Regions from separate parts of the Mus musculus genome. Here regions 2 and 3 are each linked to region 1. The links are chromatin contacts, called in public promoter capture Hi-C and targeted proximity ligation maps. All regions are on one chromosome and are shown on one strand. The core of a region is the stretch at or near the end of the contact, and the rest is flanking DNA. Distances in the headings are between cores, read along the strand shown.

The links. Promoter capture Hi-C pulls out the DNA fragments that hold promoters and counts their contacts.
Region 2: a targeted proximity ligation map of pancreatic cancer cells shows a contact between it and region 1.
Region 3: a promoter capture Hi-C map of pre-B cells shows a contact between it and region 1, with 2.3 times the contacts expected there. A contact is called at or near these places in 4 of 39 promoter capture datasets (the SN4741 cell line, liver and pre-B cells), 1 of 484 Hi-C or Micro-C datasets (B cells), 2 of 130 datasets of targeted methods (kidney and pancreatic cancer cells) and 2 of 9 other capture datasets (adipose tissue and liver).

The regions. Positions count from the first base shown.
Region 1 is chr19:5,104,017-5,108,772 of GRCm38.p6, reverse strand. Rab1b (RAB1B, member RAS oncogene family) reads left to right here and starts at 1,777. Exons shown (of 6, transcript NM_029576.3): 1 at 1,777-1,848; 2 at 3,523-3,595; 3 at 3,845-3,940; 4 at 4,037-4,132. The coding sequence starts at 1,835. It overlaps Klc2 (kinesin light chain 2), which reads left to right. Exons shown (of 16, transcript NM_008451.3): 16 at 85-1,027. The coding sequence ends at 168.
Region 2 is chr19:4,080,131-4,084,780 of GRCm38.p6, reverse strand. Cabp2 (calcium binding protein 2) reads right to left here and starts at 2,293. Exons shown (of 6, transcript NM_001160253.1): 1 at 1,914-2,293. The coding sequence starts at 2,075.
Region 3 is chr19:6,274,850-6,279,846 of GRCm38.p6, reverse strand. Ehd1 (EH-domain containing 1) reads right to left here and starts at 2,951. Exons shown (of 5, transcript NM_010119.5): 1 at 2,469-2,951. The coding sequence starts at 2,872. It overlaps Gm14963 (predicted gene 14963), which reads left to right and starts at 3,269. Exons shown (of 2, transcript NR_168273.1): 1 at 3,269-3,554.

The DNA.
Region 1 (4,756 bases), core at 528-3,027:
TGCTGCGTGTGTGTCGTCCCCCCACCCCCCACGTCCCCCTTCACTCCCAACAGTTTAGGACTAAGCTGCATCCTCTGCCCACAGCCTGGAGGCACGGGTCTTTCTGACAGCCGCACTTTGAGCTCCAGCTCCATGGACCTCTCTCGAAGAAGCTCCCTGGTGGGCTAAAGCTGAAGGGGCAGCCAGTCACCAGAGCCTCCATCCGACATGGTCCCTTCCCCCAGCCCTGCGCATGGGCCTGCTGCTTGTCCTGCCTGCCCCTCCCAAGGACCCCTGTCTTTTCTGTTCAATCTCAGGGTAACTTCCTCCCTTGTCATCTCAGCCATGGCCCTGGAGGACGGTCCTGCCGGCTCCAGCTCTGCTCCTTATTTATTCTTCCAGCAGGGGGCCTTTCTTCCCTGAGTTCAGGGCCTGTGGGAGTGGTGGCCTGTCTACCCAGCCCCAAAGCCAAGAACACTAAGTACTTGCTGTCCCCTCAGCACCTTTGCCCTCCACTCCCGGCCGTTGCTTCTGTATATAGAGAAATAAGTTATTGGCCGTGTGTCATCCTCTCAGCCCTCCTCTCAGTCCACGGTATTCCCGGGCCACCACCTGCCTCTCTCTTATCCAGTGGTACCGCCCAGGCCTTAAATCACCCCGTTCCCAGTGGTGGTATCTCCCAAGCTTCAAGTTCTGGGACCAGAGCCTCCCAAAAGGGGTCCCTAGACCTCTTCGCCTGGTCTTGGAGGGATTCGTTCCACTCCATCTTGCAAATGCCCAGACCCTCACACCACAGGGCCCTGTGCTGCTTCCGGGGACTTAATGCACTGTCCTCCCCCACCCCGCCCCCACCCCAGCCCCTCCCAGGCATGGCCTGACCCCACCCTGGGCACAGCCCATTGAGCCATCCTGCCACGCCATCCTTGCCTCAGCTTCTGATGTCCCCCTTCCTCCCACACAGTAGGAGGGGCTACCCCATTTGTTGGGTAAGGCAGTCACTCTCTATTTTCAGATGTTGCTGTAGAAATAAAGACGATTTGAATCTGAACCGGGCTTGTTTTGAGGAGTCCCAGAGCCCCTGAGCATCCCTTGAGTCGGGTGGAATCGGGAGAGGCTGCGGGAGTGAGGGATACAGGATACACACGCATATCATTCCCTGCCCTCGAGGCTGGAACTAATACTCTGCCATTATCCTGAACTGTTTGGGGGGGATGCTACAGATTTTGGGGTTGCACCTAACACATGCCCTTATGGGGTTCTAGACAATTCTGCCTGTTATGACTTCTTAATACGTTCTTGGACTGAGCTTCCTGAGATGGTTTTTCATATATGTAATACTAGTGATCATATAATCCTGGTACTAAGGCTGCAGTGTCCATTCCACGAAGAACACTGAATAAGTCAAAATTTTCTGGTCCTAAATACGCTACACCTTTTAGTTTCAATCTGCGAACCGAGAGGGTAAAAGTGGCTGCCCACCTCAGAGGCGAAGTATACCTACCTACCCCGGTACTAAACAAGATCCAAACTTGCAGATTAGGTAGCCCAACGAAGATTTTTTTGTAGCTGGGTCGGTTCAGTGATTGGGAAGACTACAGACCCCAGAAGGCCGTTCGCGGGTGGCTTCTGGAGAGTGCACGGCCGCTCTGTTCCCTGAGTTGCGCCTGCGCAGCAGTGGCAAGTCGAATATCCATGGAAACTACAGGTTCCGCAAGGCAGCGCGGCGCAACCCGAGTCGGAAGGATTTGCGCCTGCGCGGCGCGGGCGGGGCCTCTAGGGCGGAGTGGCAACCATCTTGGAACGGGAGGCGGAGCAGAGCCGACTGGGAGCGACCGAGCGGGCCACCGCTGCCGCCATGAACCCCGAATAGTGAGTGAGCCCCGCCCGCGCCGTGCGGCGCAGCCTCGATCCTGTCTATGGGGCTATATGCTTGCCGAAGTTGTCTGGCCTTGGTCAGAACTGCGCGGCGCCCCCACATCCGGGTCCCTCTTCCGCTGACCCCCCCCTTACATCCGGGTCCTGCCCCTCCCCCCGGGATCCCCAGGACCCCGACTCAACACCCCGAGTTCTGCAGCCCGAGGCCCGGAGGCTGCAGCCTGAATGGGCAGCACTTGGAGCCCGCAGCACCAGCCCTCACAGGCCTTTTTGGTTAGGTGACCGTGCAGATTTGGTCTCCCTGAGCTTCAATTTTCCCACCTACAGCTTGACCAAGGGCAGGCGGTTTGGAGCCCATCGCTAGAGTTTCTGATCTCCACAGTCGAGTACTTTGAGTTGGGCTGTGAACCTCTCTGCCTTTGCCTTTCTTCTGGAGCCTCGGTCCCAGGGCTGGCCTAGAAGCTAACAAGACAAGAGGGGACCCCCAAGTCCCTGTTTGATTCACATCCCCTGCAGATCCTTTCCTCCGAGGCTACCATTTGCCCTGCTTGGGTCGTGCTGTCATGGTGCTCCCGGCGGTCTGTTCTTTTCTGTCCTCTCACCTTTGCTCGGGCCTTCAGTGCCACTGTCAGCTGGCTTCCTGTCACACTGCCAAAGAACTTTAGGTGAATGTGGAGTTTGCTTGCTCCCTTGGAGTAGAATTTTTATTCCTCAAGCCCAAACCCTTTGGAGTAGATGGCCGGCATGCAGTTTTGCACCCACGTTATCTTCTTCCCTGTCTCCACTTCCTTTTTCTTCCCCAACTCGAGGCCTCAGATTTCCTTGAGGAGGCTCGAACTCAGAAGTGGGCTTAGGAGGGGGAAGCTACCGGCTGGCTGTCAAAGAGCTTGGAATCTGACAGGCCTGGTTTCCAGTCTCACAGTTTTCAACTGCTTAGGGCAAGTCACCTCCCTTCTGTGACCTCTGGCTTCCTCAGTGGTTGGAAATAACACTCACCCACTTGTGTGCACTGTTGTGAGGGTTTAGTAAAGGGTGATTTCAAGTGCTTCACACAGGGTCAGTTCCAGTTTAGTATTGACGGCTGCTTCCATGGCCACTTGTTGACTGCCTCCTGTTAGTGTGACTTCATCTCAGGCTCTTTCACATTTGTTTTTTGTTTTGGATTTTTCAGACAGGGTTTCTCTGCAGCCCTGGCTGTCCTGAAACTCACTCTGTAGACCAGGTTGGCCTAGGACTCAGAATTCTGTCTGCCTCTGCCAAGAGGCAAGCACCGTCCTCCCCTCACCACACACAGACACACACACACATACACACACTCACACACTCACTCATCACCTCCCATTCCAGCTTCATATTTATTTTGACTTTATGGGTCAGGTTTCCCTTTTGGGTCCTAGACTGGCATACTGTATGGCCTAATGTGATTTTCTTAGTTTTTACCAAATGATACCACATATCTCTTAGCAAACTGTGCTAGCTTATTGGGGGCTAATAAGGGTCAATTTTTTTTACTTACTTTTGTCCCTTTTTCAGAACAGTAGAAGGCTCTAGTGAGCACCGTAGTAGACCAAGCAGAAGTATGCCTTACAGTCCTGCTGTGCTTAGTGCAGGAAGGGACAGGGGAGGACTTCCTGCTTGCCTTCATACCTTCCCATCTTCTCTCGCCAGTGACTACCTGTTTAAGCTGCTTTTGATTGGTGACTCCGGCGTGGGCAAGTCGTGCCTGCTCCTGCGGTTTGCTGTGAGTAAGAAGCACCCCTCTATTATCCACTTGGGGTTCAGGCTGCCACTGGGAGGAAGAAGGGGCAACTCAGAACTCAGTGTAGTTGCAAGTCCTAAGAACCAAGAGTGAGGCTGCTGGAGCCGCCACAGCGAGGGCCCAGGCCTTCCTTGCAAGTTGGGGAGCTTAGAACCTCGCCTGGCACAGTGAGGAGCACAGCAGGGCAGGGACCTGTCTGCTCAGTCCGTTTCACCAGCCACAACCTTTCAGGATGACACTTACACAGAGAGCTACATCAGCACCATCGGTGTGGATTTCAAGATTCGAACCATTGAGCTGGACGGCAAAACCATCAAACTGCAGATTGTGAGTATGACCCCTCTCCAGCCCTCAGGCAAAAGTGGCTTCCTCGGGGTGGGAGTTCTCCCGTGGCTGACCTACCCTTTTCCTCCTGACTCGTAGTGGGACACAGCTGGTCAGGAGCGGTTCAGGACCATCACTTCCAGCTACTATCGCGGGGCTCATGGCATCATTGTGGTGTATGACGTCACTGACCAGGTACCGCTTGCAGCCTTGCCTCCTTAGCCTTGAGTTTTGATTCTTGCTGCTTTTCCTGTTTTCATTTTCCTTAAGCTTTCTAGAAGGGAGACACTATATTGAATCGCTCCATAAAAAGGAAATGGATCCTACCAAACCCTGTCATGGAGTCTTGATAGAACCAGGCTTCATGGCTCCTGCCACTTTATTCTAGACTTTCTAGACTACCATGTTTGGTGACAGTTAATCAGCTGGTTGGTTGCTCTTGGTTCCATGCTTCCTGTCTCCAGATTCGAGGAGCAATTGGAAGGCTTTAGACAACACGTGAAGGAGTCCGGTGTAAGCAGAGATTCTGAAATCCTGTATCTGCTGTGGTGGCTTCAGTCATGTGTCACACTGGCAGCAGCCAACAATTGTCCTGAGTGTGTCTTACAGCTTATAGACACTGTAGCCTTTAGATTTCCTTGGTTGTTTACCCCATTAAATGTGAGTTTCGCTCTGTTACCAGCCTGTCCCAAATTCCTCAGCTTAAGTGGTCCTGAGGTCCTGGGCAGCCACCACTGTGCCTAGCTTCTAATTGGTTGTTTGTTGTTGTTGTTGTTCTTTTGGTTACTTTGAGACAGGGTTTCTCTATGTAGCCTTGGC
Region 2 (4,650 bases), core at 1,044-3,543, 1.0 Mb after region 1:
CATACCCAAGGCCTGTGCCTGATTCTGCCCGGTCCTGGTCATCTGTCTGGGTGTCTTAGGGATCCCTTTCCCTGTGACCTGCCATGGGACCCCAGGACCCCTGTTCCCACAGTCTTCTGAGGTACATAGCTCCTTTTGACAGAGGTATACCCCAGGGTCAGACAGAACCTCATACTCAAGCCAGCTGGCCTCACTGTCACTGCAGGTCTGCATTGCCCCGACCCTCTCCTGAGGACTCTCCCACCTCTCTAGCATCATCCCCTTGAAAGCACTTTCTATTTCGGCTGTGCTGGAGATGTAACCCTGGGCTTGCTATAAGCAAGTATTCTGCCACTGGACTGCACCCCAACTCTCAGGTGGCTGTTTCTTGGGTTCATACCCAACTCCATGCCTGGTGTGGGAGTTCCCCAAGCTCTGCCCCACCCCTAGGGTCGCTGTCTTTCCTCTGACGTCCTCTCTGGCCTTCACACCTACTTGGGAGTGATGAAGCTATGGGACCTGAGCAGCCGGCAGGCAGAAGAGTAACTGTACATACGAGCTGGGTAGCCGCGATGCTGGGTCGAAGGAAGATGCATGCTGGCCCCACCAGGCTGCCGAGCACTGAGTAGCCCTGTGTCCCCTCCTGCTCCTCAGTTCTGGGACCAGGGCTGGGGCGGGAGCCCCCTAGGGGGGATCCAGGCCACTGCCAGCGTTCCTGTGGCAAAGTGAGCCATGAGCCGGAGCAATGCCCACTTAGCCCGGTCTCTTGTAGCCCCTCTCCAGCCCTCATCAGCTGCTCCTCCCTCTGGAGCCCAGCACCTGACAGAGGGGGAGGGGCCTCTAGGTACACAAGACCCATTAACATCCCAGGCTGGAAGAGTTCACCCCCAACTGCTCAGTTAGGTAAACTAAAGCGCAGAAGGAGTGAGAGCCTTAGCCGGGTCAAGGAGGAGAACAAGACCTGACCTCTAGCTCTGGTCAGCCGGGTTAAAGCTGAGAGAGTCAGGCCTGCACAGAATGCGTAGCTGGCCTATCAGTTTAGCAGGGGAGCACACAGATATCCCTCCATCTCCTCTGGAGCCAATCTCTCATCCAGCCCAGTACCCCAGGTCTCTGGGTACTACCTGCCCAGTGCATTGGCCACCCAGGTTTCTGGCCTTATGTCTCTCCCCTTCACCTTCCTACCTTAGACCCCCGGTGCCATGGCGTCTTGGCACAGTTCCCCATGGGTCTCTGAACCATGCCAGGCCCGGAGTCCTGGGAGGATGCTGTGGATTCTGCCAGCCCCCTGCTGTTTCCAGGGACAGCCTGGGAGCACTGGAGAGGATTTTCCTGGGGTTTTGTGGGCAAGATCAGGAGCGGGTGGGCAGGCGGGGAGCCCTGGGCCCGGGGCTTGGGCCCTAATCCAATCCGGGATTATCTCTGAGTATCTCTGTGAGTGTGTGTGTGGGTTTACTCAGAGCAAAGGCCCCCTGGAAGGCACAGTCTCCCAGCTCTTCCCTCGGGAGGGTCTTCTGATCAGCCCCCCCTCCAATCAGCCCCTCTCTCAGCCTTACACTAATCTCCCCCAATCAGCACCTTCAGAAGCAGGCTTGGATCCCTCCAGAAGAAGTAGGCACCCAGTGCTTGGATTCCCAGTTCTCCCAATGTGTCAACTGGGAGCTGGGAGATGAAGTCCTCAGGGAGAGAGAGAGCCTGCTTGCTTTTATCTTGGCCCATTCTGGAGTTCCTGTGCACCCCTATCAAAACCCTGTATCCATTCAGGGCTTGTCATGGTGCATGAAGGGCTCCCTCAGCATCAACAGAGATGGCAGGCGGATCCCCTAACTTCTCCTGACCACTCTGGTCACCTGTATGTGGACTTGGTTCTAGGTGTGTTTTATAGCCAGCTGGGATTTGGGGTCCTTTAGAAAAGAACATTTCCTGCCCCTTACCTGTCCGTAGGCAGCCTGCACCTGGGCTTCCAGCTCACGGAGAAGGGCCCTTCTGCGAGTAGTGGGGCTGGCTAGGTCTTGGCTGGGTCCTGCAGTGCCTGAGGATGGACTGGAGTCTCCTTCAGGGAGGCTGCCATCTGTTGGGCCCTCCGGTAGGGCCATGGATGTAGGTGTGGTACGTTTTCTGTTCCAGCTGGGTCTCCTCCACCTGTAGGTCGGTGGCTCAGTGCAAGCTGTGGCTATGTTTTTGTTTCTAGCTCTGGGGGTTAGAAGAGCCCGAGTCCTCTAAGGTCACTGTCTTCTTCCATTGCTGCTCCCATAATCCATCTTTGAAATCTTCACCTACCTCCTAGAGTGCTTCCCAACCTTCACAGGACCACAGACTCCACCCTGGGGCTCCTCGCTGATCCAGGTGGCCAGGCTCCCACGCTGGCTGGCCTCCTTCAGTCCCATATCCTGCCTGCACTTCTCTGGTTCGTGGTCCTAACACATTCTTCCTGCTCCGTATCCTGCTTGCTCTCCATCTGCTTTGGCTTGGCCTATGCTATGTCTTGGTAGACCAGTACTCTCAGGACCCTCAGGCCCTCTCAGTCTCTCTGTTCCCCTCAGTTTCTCTCTGTGCCTTAACCTCTCTCTGTCCCCCTCAACCCCTCTCTGTCTTTGTCTCTCTGTCTGTCTCTCTATCTCTTTCTCTCTGTCTCTGTCTTCCTGTTTGTCTCTGTGTCTTTGTGTCTCTCTGCCCTTTCTGTGTGTCTCTCTGTGTCTCTGTTTCTCTGCCCCTGTCTGTTTGTCTGTATGTCTCTGTCTGTCTGTCTCTCTATTTGTCTCTGTCTGTCTGTCTGTCTGTCTCTGTCTTTGTCTTCCTGTCTCTCTCAGTCTCTGTGTCTCTCTGTATCTCTGTTTCCCTGTCTCTGCTTCTCTGTCTCTGTCTGTCTGTCTGTCTCTCTGTGTGTGCTTGTCTGTCCATCTATCTGTCTCTCTGCCCTTTCACTGTTTTACAGGGGCTCTTTCTCGGTTTGCTCTACCTGTTTGCCCTTTCCACCCCTCCACCATTCTCTTTCCCAGGACAGCTCCAAGATTCTGGAAAAGTATGCCACCTGCTCCTCTCTTCCCCATCTGGAGTCCCAGGATACCTCTGTTTCCACCTCTGCTTCCCCACCTCCTGGGTGAACCACCCCCCTGACCTGTAAGCTCTTCTCAAGGAACAAGAATAAAGGTGCCACACAGACCCTTGCCCCTTGCCACACTGCAGCCACTCACCACACAGCAGCTTACTCTCACTTCCAGAATGAGGTCAGCTGTGGCCTGCTGGCCTGTCGTGGGCCCCTCATGATTTATTCACATGCCCTCTGCACCAGCCTTTGTCCCAGGGAACCAGATCCCATGCCATGTCTGCCATCTGAGCTAGTGACTCTATCATCGATTCAGTGACTAGCTTGCAAACATCAAGGACGGGAGGGAGAGTGGGGAGAGAGGCAGGGCCTATATCTCCCTTGGTAGAGTGCTTGCCTAGCATACAGAAAGACTCTGAGCTCAACACAGTACAGAAAAAAAAAAAACTGGACAAAGTGTTGTACACCTGTAAAATACCCAGAGGTAGAAGTATCAAAATTCAAGGTTATCCTTGGCTACATAGTAAGTTCCAGTCCAGTCTGGATTATAAGAAACCCCAGGGTGGTTTCTAGTCCCAGGCCAGCATTGGGGACCACACAACAGACCCCACCTGCCCTGAAGACTCCAGTCTCAAGTGCATTTAACTCAGACAAAGGCCACCAAGCAGTCTGTTTGTGCTTCGGAATACCCACCCAGGCAGGTGAGAGGAAGGCTCTGCACACTAGAGACATGGCCTGTTCTGCTGATGTCAAGTAGCCCTGAATGAGGCTGACAGTCAACAGTGATCTGGCAGAGTCCGGGAACTCTCAAGTAACACTGGGCAGAGCCCTCGGGAGGAAGGGGAGAACATCAGTGGCCTCTGTAGAACGTATAGACAGTAGAGAGAGGGCACCAGAGGGTGGCACTGTCACCCTCGGCCTGGGAGCAGCCTGTCAGCTTCACCTCTAGAGCTTTTGACGTGGTAGGGGCAGCACCTTCAGCAATGTAGGACTATAGTCAATGGGAAAATACAAGGACAGTCCCACAGGCTACCTCTCAGAGGGAGGCCTTGCTGTGTGTGGAGGTGAGATAAGGTCACTGGGAGTAGGTGGCCTCCATGAGGAGGGAACAGGCTAAACACAGCGTGAAGAAGACTGAGATCTGGGACAGGCAAGCCTGAGAGGTGTGTGGACTCTGGCCAGGCGGTCAAGTGTTGGAAGGGTTCTTTGTCATTGTTCACAGGACCCAGCGTGTGGCTTTTCAGACCATCTGCACCAGGCAGGGACATCCTCAAAAACAGTGCCCAGAAAGCATATTCTCTCATGTTCTGTAAGGTCTTAGAGGGTCTGACAGGGCTGGGTCCCCGGGAAAAAGTACTTTATCTTCTGACCCTCTTTTCATTTCTATCCAGTACTGGGGTTGGAGCCCAGGGCTTCATATATGCTAGGCAAATACTCCACTAGTGAGCTACATCTCCAGCCTCTTCTCTCTCTTCTCTTCTCTTCTCTTCTCTTCTCTTCTCTTCTCTTCTCTTCTCTTCTCTTCTCTCTCTGTCTCTCTCTCTCTGTTTTTTTCTCCTTTCTTCTTGTCAAGTAGCTGGGAACCTAGGCATGAGTCAGTCGGTAAGTTCAGTGATTTGTCTGAA
Region 3 (4,997 bases), core at 1,702-4,201, 1.2 Mb before region 1:
ATACAGACGCAAGGTCTGCCAGATACAGGCTTAAAACTGGGCTTTCCCCAGTGGGGAGCAAGTAAGTGAGTGTCTCCTGTGGCTCCACACCCCAAGTTATGATGGTGAGTCTCCCCATGGGCCGGGGACAGCAGGCCAAAGGGAAAAAAAGCACTGTGTCCAAGTGTAGCAGAGCCCAGTGCTGTAAGTCACTGCACACCACACCTCAATTCCCCTTGCCTGGGAAGAAATCCTCTACTCAATGGAGAGAGAGTGAAAGAAAGCCAGAGTGGAAGTGGAGCTGGCGCTGAGAAGTAACAGACACAAAGAGGTCCCATAGGCACATCTGCAGGTCCATGAGAACCCACTACTCCGCAAGGCCCGGTAAGGGGACCACAAGAAAGGCAAGAGGCTGTAAGGATGTCTCCCTAGGAACAGGGATGGGGAGTTGAGTCCTTAGGACTAGTGGGTGGGTCCAGCTAAGCAAGCAGGGGCGTTCACAAACCCCTTTTGGGATTGCTTTATGCCTGTCTCCATTTGTTCCTCTCACTATCTCTGAGCAGCCCTGGGGGGGGGGGGCTAATAAATCAAGTTCATGACTCAATGGGTCCCTTTAAGAGTTCCAGGAAAAGCTGTATCAGCCAGAGAAAAGCCCCCTTTGTTGTGCCCTCCCTGGCCAGAGGCACATCCTGACACAGCTCCGGTCTTGGACTTCACCAGCATTTAGAGACCCTCTGGAATTGGTGGTGGCAAGAAGGAAATGGATGTATAGTTCTTGGATCCCTGTACCCCAGGCCAGACCTCCTAAGTTGTTTCTTTTGGGAGGACAGAGGTAGTAGTGAGTGTACAGGGTACACAGCCTTATTAACCTTGACAGTTCAGCAGGACCTAGGATTCATGAGTTACTGAGTGAGCTGGGGGCTACTGGGATGGTGTGGGCGGTCCTCTAGCCCTTTAAGTTCTGAATTTCCACAGGTGGGAAACTGAGAAGGTGCCAAGTTCCTCATTTCACAAGAGGTCTGCCCTCACAGTGAGGTGAAGACAGAGGAAGGCAGCAGCAGTTGGAACAGCAAGTCTTCCAGTCTCTCCTGAGGCAGAGACCTAAAGCATGAACGAACTCCTTAGCCCAGCAGCCAAACTTCTCTCAAGACCAAAGGCTCCCACCAACTGCAATCTGAGCCAATGGCCTACCTACAGGGGCGGCAAAGCTCAAACATCCTTAGGCAAAGGCTCCAGGCTAAGGGGACTTGAGCATAGTATACAACCCAGGCTGTCAAGCACACACCATTATCATAAAACAAGATAGGCTGAAATTGCCTAGAAGGGACAAAAGGACGTTAAAGATCAGCTCCTTGAAAGGAGGCAGGCCTGGCAGCAAGCTTGCTCTAGAACAAGCTGGCCCGCCCTGTTGGGCCGGACAGTGTCTACAGAGGAATGTGCTCACACAGGGCGGAGACCTGGAAAGCAGGATTCACATTCTTTCCAAGGCTGTTCCCCTAGGCAGAATGCAGAAGTCGAAAGGCATGTAGAGTCACTCCTTGAAAGAGGGAGCAGAGAGGGCAGGGTCTGTGAGTCCTGTCATACCTCCTGTGGGAGGAGTCTGGGATGCCCCAATGCCCTTAAAGATCCTGGGTGTTAAGAGCTCCTCAGGCAGGCCACTGTGATTCATTCATAGCATCCTGAGGGGCTGACTCTAACTCACCGGGAACTGGTTAAGCTGAGACTCCAGGAGACACACGAAGTCTATCCAATCTATCCTAGACTATGGGTCTGGTCATTTCAGGAGCCACAGTGTTACCACCCCCTGAAGTCCCTGAAGTCTCCTGAGGCAACACTGACTTAAGCTTTTTTTGTTTTGTTGTGTTTGAGACAGGGTTGTCTCCTGTACTCCTGGCTGGTTTGGCATTCACGTAAGTGCTGCTTTTAGGAGGGGTGTTGGGACTCCTTCATCCCCTGCCTTCAAAGGGGGCTGCCCCCAAATCAGCAGACCAAAGCATAGCCTCCGCGCCCTTCCTACACAAAACCACTGGTCCCTGGAGATGTGACGCAGAGAGTGACACACTAGCAAAAGGAACATCTAAGTCTCGAGGTTTCCCAGGACACACACTTTAAAAACGGACCCCAGAGGAGGAGGGGGATTCATGAGAATGAGCTGGGTGCCTCCAGAATGAGGAACAAGAAAGGGGGGACAGCAATGGTTCATCTTCTCACAGCAGCCCCCCGCTCTGTGGGAAGTAGGTCTGGGGTCTGCAGGAGGATGTGAGAGTTAAACTGAAAACCTGGAAGGTTCTGGGAATGACAGAAGCCAGAAGAGTGGACGATGCCTAGTCTCTAACTTCTCTCGGGTAGTTAGTGGGACGCAGCAAAGCCGGTGTCCCTGGGAGTGGTCGCCTAGGGTCTGGCGGGGGCTCTCGGAGACAAAGGCCGGCTGGGGGCAATGGCTCCGGAGGCCTTTGGTATCCTCGCGCTGGGGGGCAAGGGGTGGGTACCTGTTGAGGAAGGCGTTGCCGAAGGCGTTGAGCTTGCGGAAGGGGCGCCGCGGGTCCACGACGAGCGCGTTGCCGGGCACCACGCCCTCGGTGGGGCCGTGCATGACCGCGATGAAGGAGTCGGTGGTGGGCTCCGGCCCGATGCGCATCCCCGGGAAGTCCTGCTCGATCAGGTGGCGGATGAAGGTGGTCTTGCCGGTGCTGTACTGGCCGACCAGGAGCACCATCGGCTTGTTGTCGAAGTCAGCGTCCTCCAGCGCGGGCGAGTGGAACTCGTGGAAGCGATAGTGCTCCTCCAGCGGCAGCAGCTTCTGCGCGTACAGCTGCCGCAGCCCCTCGGCCACCGTCTGGAAGAGCTCCGGCTCCTTCTTGCGGCGGGCATCCTTGCTCACCCAGCTGAACATGATGCCGGAGACGGGGCTGGCTGCTACAGGACGGAGCGGTGGCTGAGCGGGACTGGGGCGCGCGGCCGAGGAGGGGCCGGCCGGCCGGCGGAGGGCAGAGGGGCAGGGGGCGGGGCGCTGCCCGCACCGCGCAGGCGCAGGCTCGAGGGCCGGCGTGAGGACCACGACAGCGCCCTCTGCCGAGGGTCGCGCGAACCTCGTCGAGCCGCCCCTTTATAATAAGCCGGAGCCCGGCGTTCCCGCACGCTGGCCGCCGCCTCGAGGCTGGCCCGAGAGGAGGCGGGGGAAGAGCCCTCCAGGCCCCGCCCCATTCGCGTGCCACGTCCTCTTCTGCTTCCCATTAGCTGATTTCAAATATCGCGAGCTCGTGGCTGCGGTGCCTTGGCAACCGCACCTGTTTTGCTCCGCCCCTCGAGGGATGGCTCGTGGAAGTGTGGCGGTCGCGGGTGCCAGAGTCTGGCGTCGAGATGTACTAAGTCTGAGCACCATCTAGCACGTGTGGGCTTCCGGACACCCCCAAGTACTTCAGCTGCGCTCCCCAACTGCAGTGTTTCCGCTGGCTAGGAACTCCCAAAAGCATCGGGAGCCTCACCCTTTGGTCTTTTAGCGACTCTGGAGAGGGACAGGACAGCGGGAATAGGGAAAGCCGAGGGAGTACAGGACACCGGGAAGAGGAATATCGGTAAGGAAGGAGGAAGAGTGCGCTGGGACTCCACTCAGACTGATGGGAGAGGGACACGGCAATGGAAACAATTGACGTGACCTAGCGGGGAGTTTTCACCAAGGCGGTGCCAGCTGCGGAATGGGGTAAAAAGTTGCAGCTTTCTGGCTAGATGAGTTTGGAGGAAGTGAAATCGGAAATACCCTTTGTAAGGAAGAGGGGCAGTGTTGAGCAACAATGAAATGTTGTGGGAACTTAGGGGAAATTAAAAGCCCCAAAATTTCCGCTTTCCTGTCAGGGACACCACCAGTACCATCTCTTGTTCCGTTCTGAGTCCCAACCTGTTTCCAGTTGGTAGCTGTTCCCCACCATCATACCTGGCCACACCTAAGCCCCCTTGGCTGTGTCTGCTGGTGTCTAGTGGGTGATGTCAGAGATTTGGGGACTATGATTGTTAGGTAACTAATATCAGGTCACCCAAGTGGCAGGAGGATCTAAGGGCCATTGGAGAAGTCTAAAAGGCACCGGAGGAGTTGTTTAGCACACAGTTGTGGTCTCAACTGTTTGGAAAGGTTGGAGGATCACTTGAACCCATCGATTTGAGGCCAGCCTCGACAACAGACGCTGTCTTAAAAGAAAAAAAAAAAAAGACAAAATATTTATCGATGAGGCTAAATTCATAGCTTAGTGGTAGAAGCACTTGCTTAGCGTGCACAAGCCAGTAGGGCCCATCCCCAACAGCACTAGAGCCAACAGAAAATCATGGGAACTTGAAAGCCTTGGATCCCACTTGAAAACTTTGATTTGGAAGCCTGTGAGCTAGACACCTATGTGGGGTTAGGCGGGGAGAAAACAGTGGGATCTCACAGGAAGAAAGAGCCGTGTGTATATTGAGGGATCTCAGTCAAGTGGGATCCAGAGAAGGCAAGGTGGGAAGGTTCAGAGATCATTGCCAGAGACAAGCAAATCCCAGCCTGCCTGCAGGCTCTGGGCCAGGCTTCTTCTTTGATCTGGAGTTTCTCCTTTTTTGTGTGGTGGGGGGGGTATTGTGAGTGTGCCATTTGGTGAGTGTGCTATGGGGGTGTGAGTGTGCTATGGGGGGGTGGGATGAGTGTGCTATGGGGGGGTGAGTATGCTATGGGGGGGTGAGTGTGCCATGGGGAGGCAAGTGTACTTTGGTGGAGGGGGTGAGTGTGCCACGGGGGGGAGGGGGATGAGTGTGCCATGGGGGAGTCAAGTGTACCATGGTGGAGGGGGTGAGTGTGCCATGGGGGAGTCAAGTGTACCATGGTGGAGGGGTTGAGTGTGCCATGATACAAGTCAGAAGACAACTTTCTGGAGTTCCCTGTTGAGGCTAGACTTTGATTCTTCCTCCCAGCCCCATGCTCCCAGGAATAAGACTCAGACTAATAATGTATTTACAAAGATCTAGGCCATAAGCTAGGCTCTTCTCTGACTAGATCA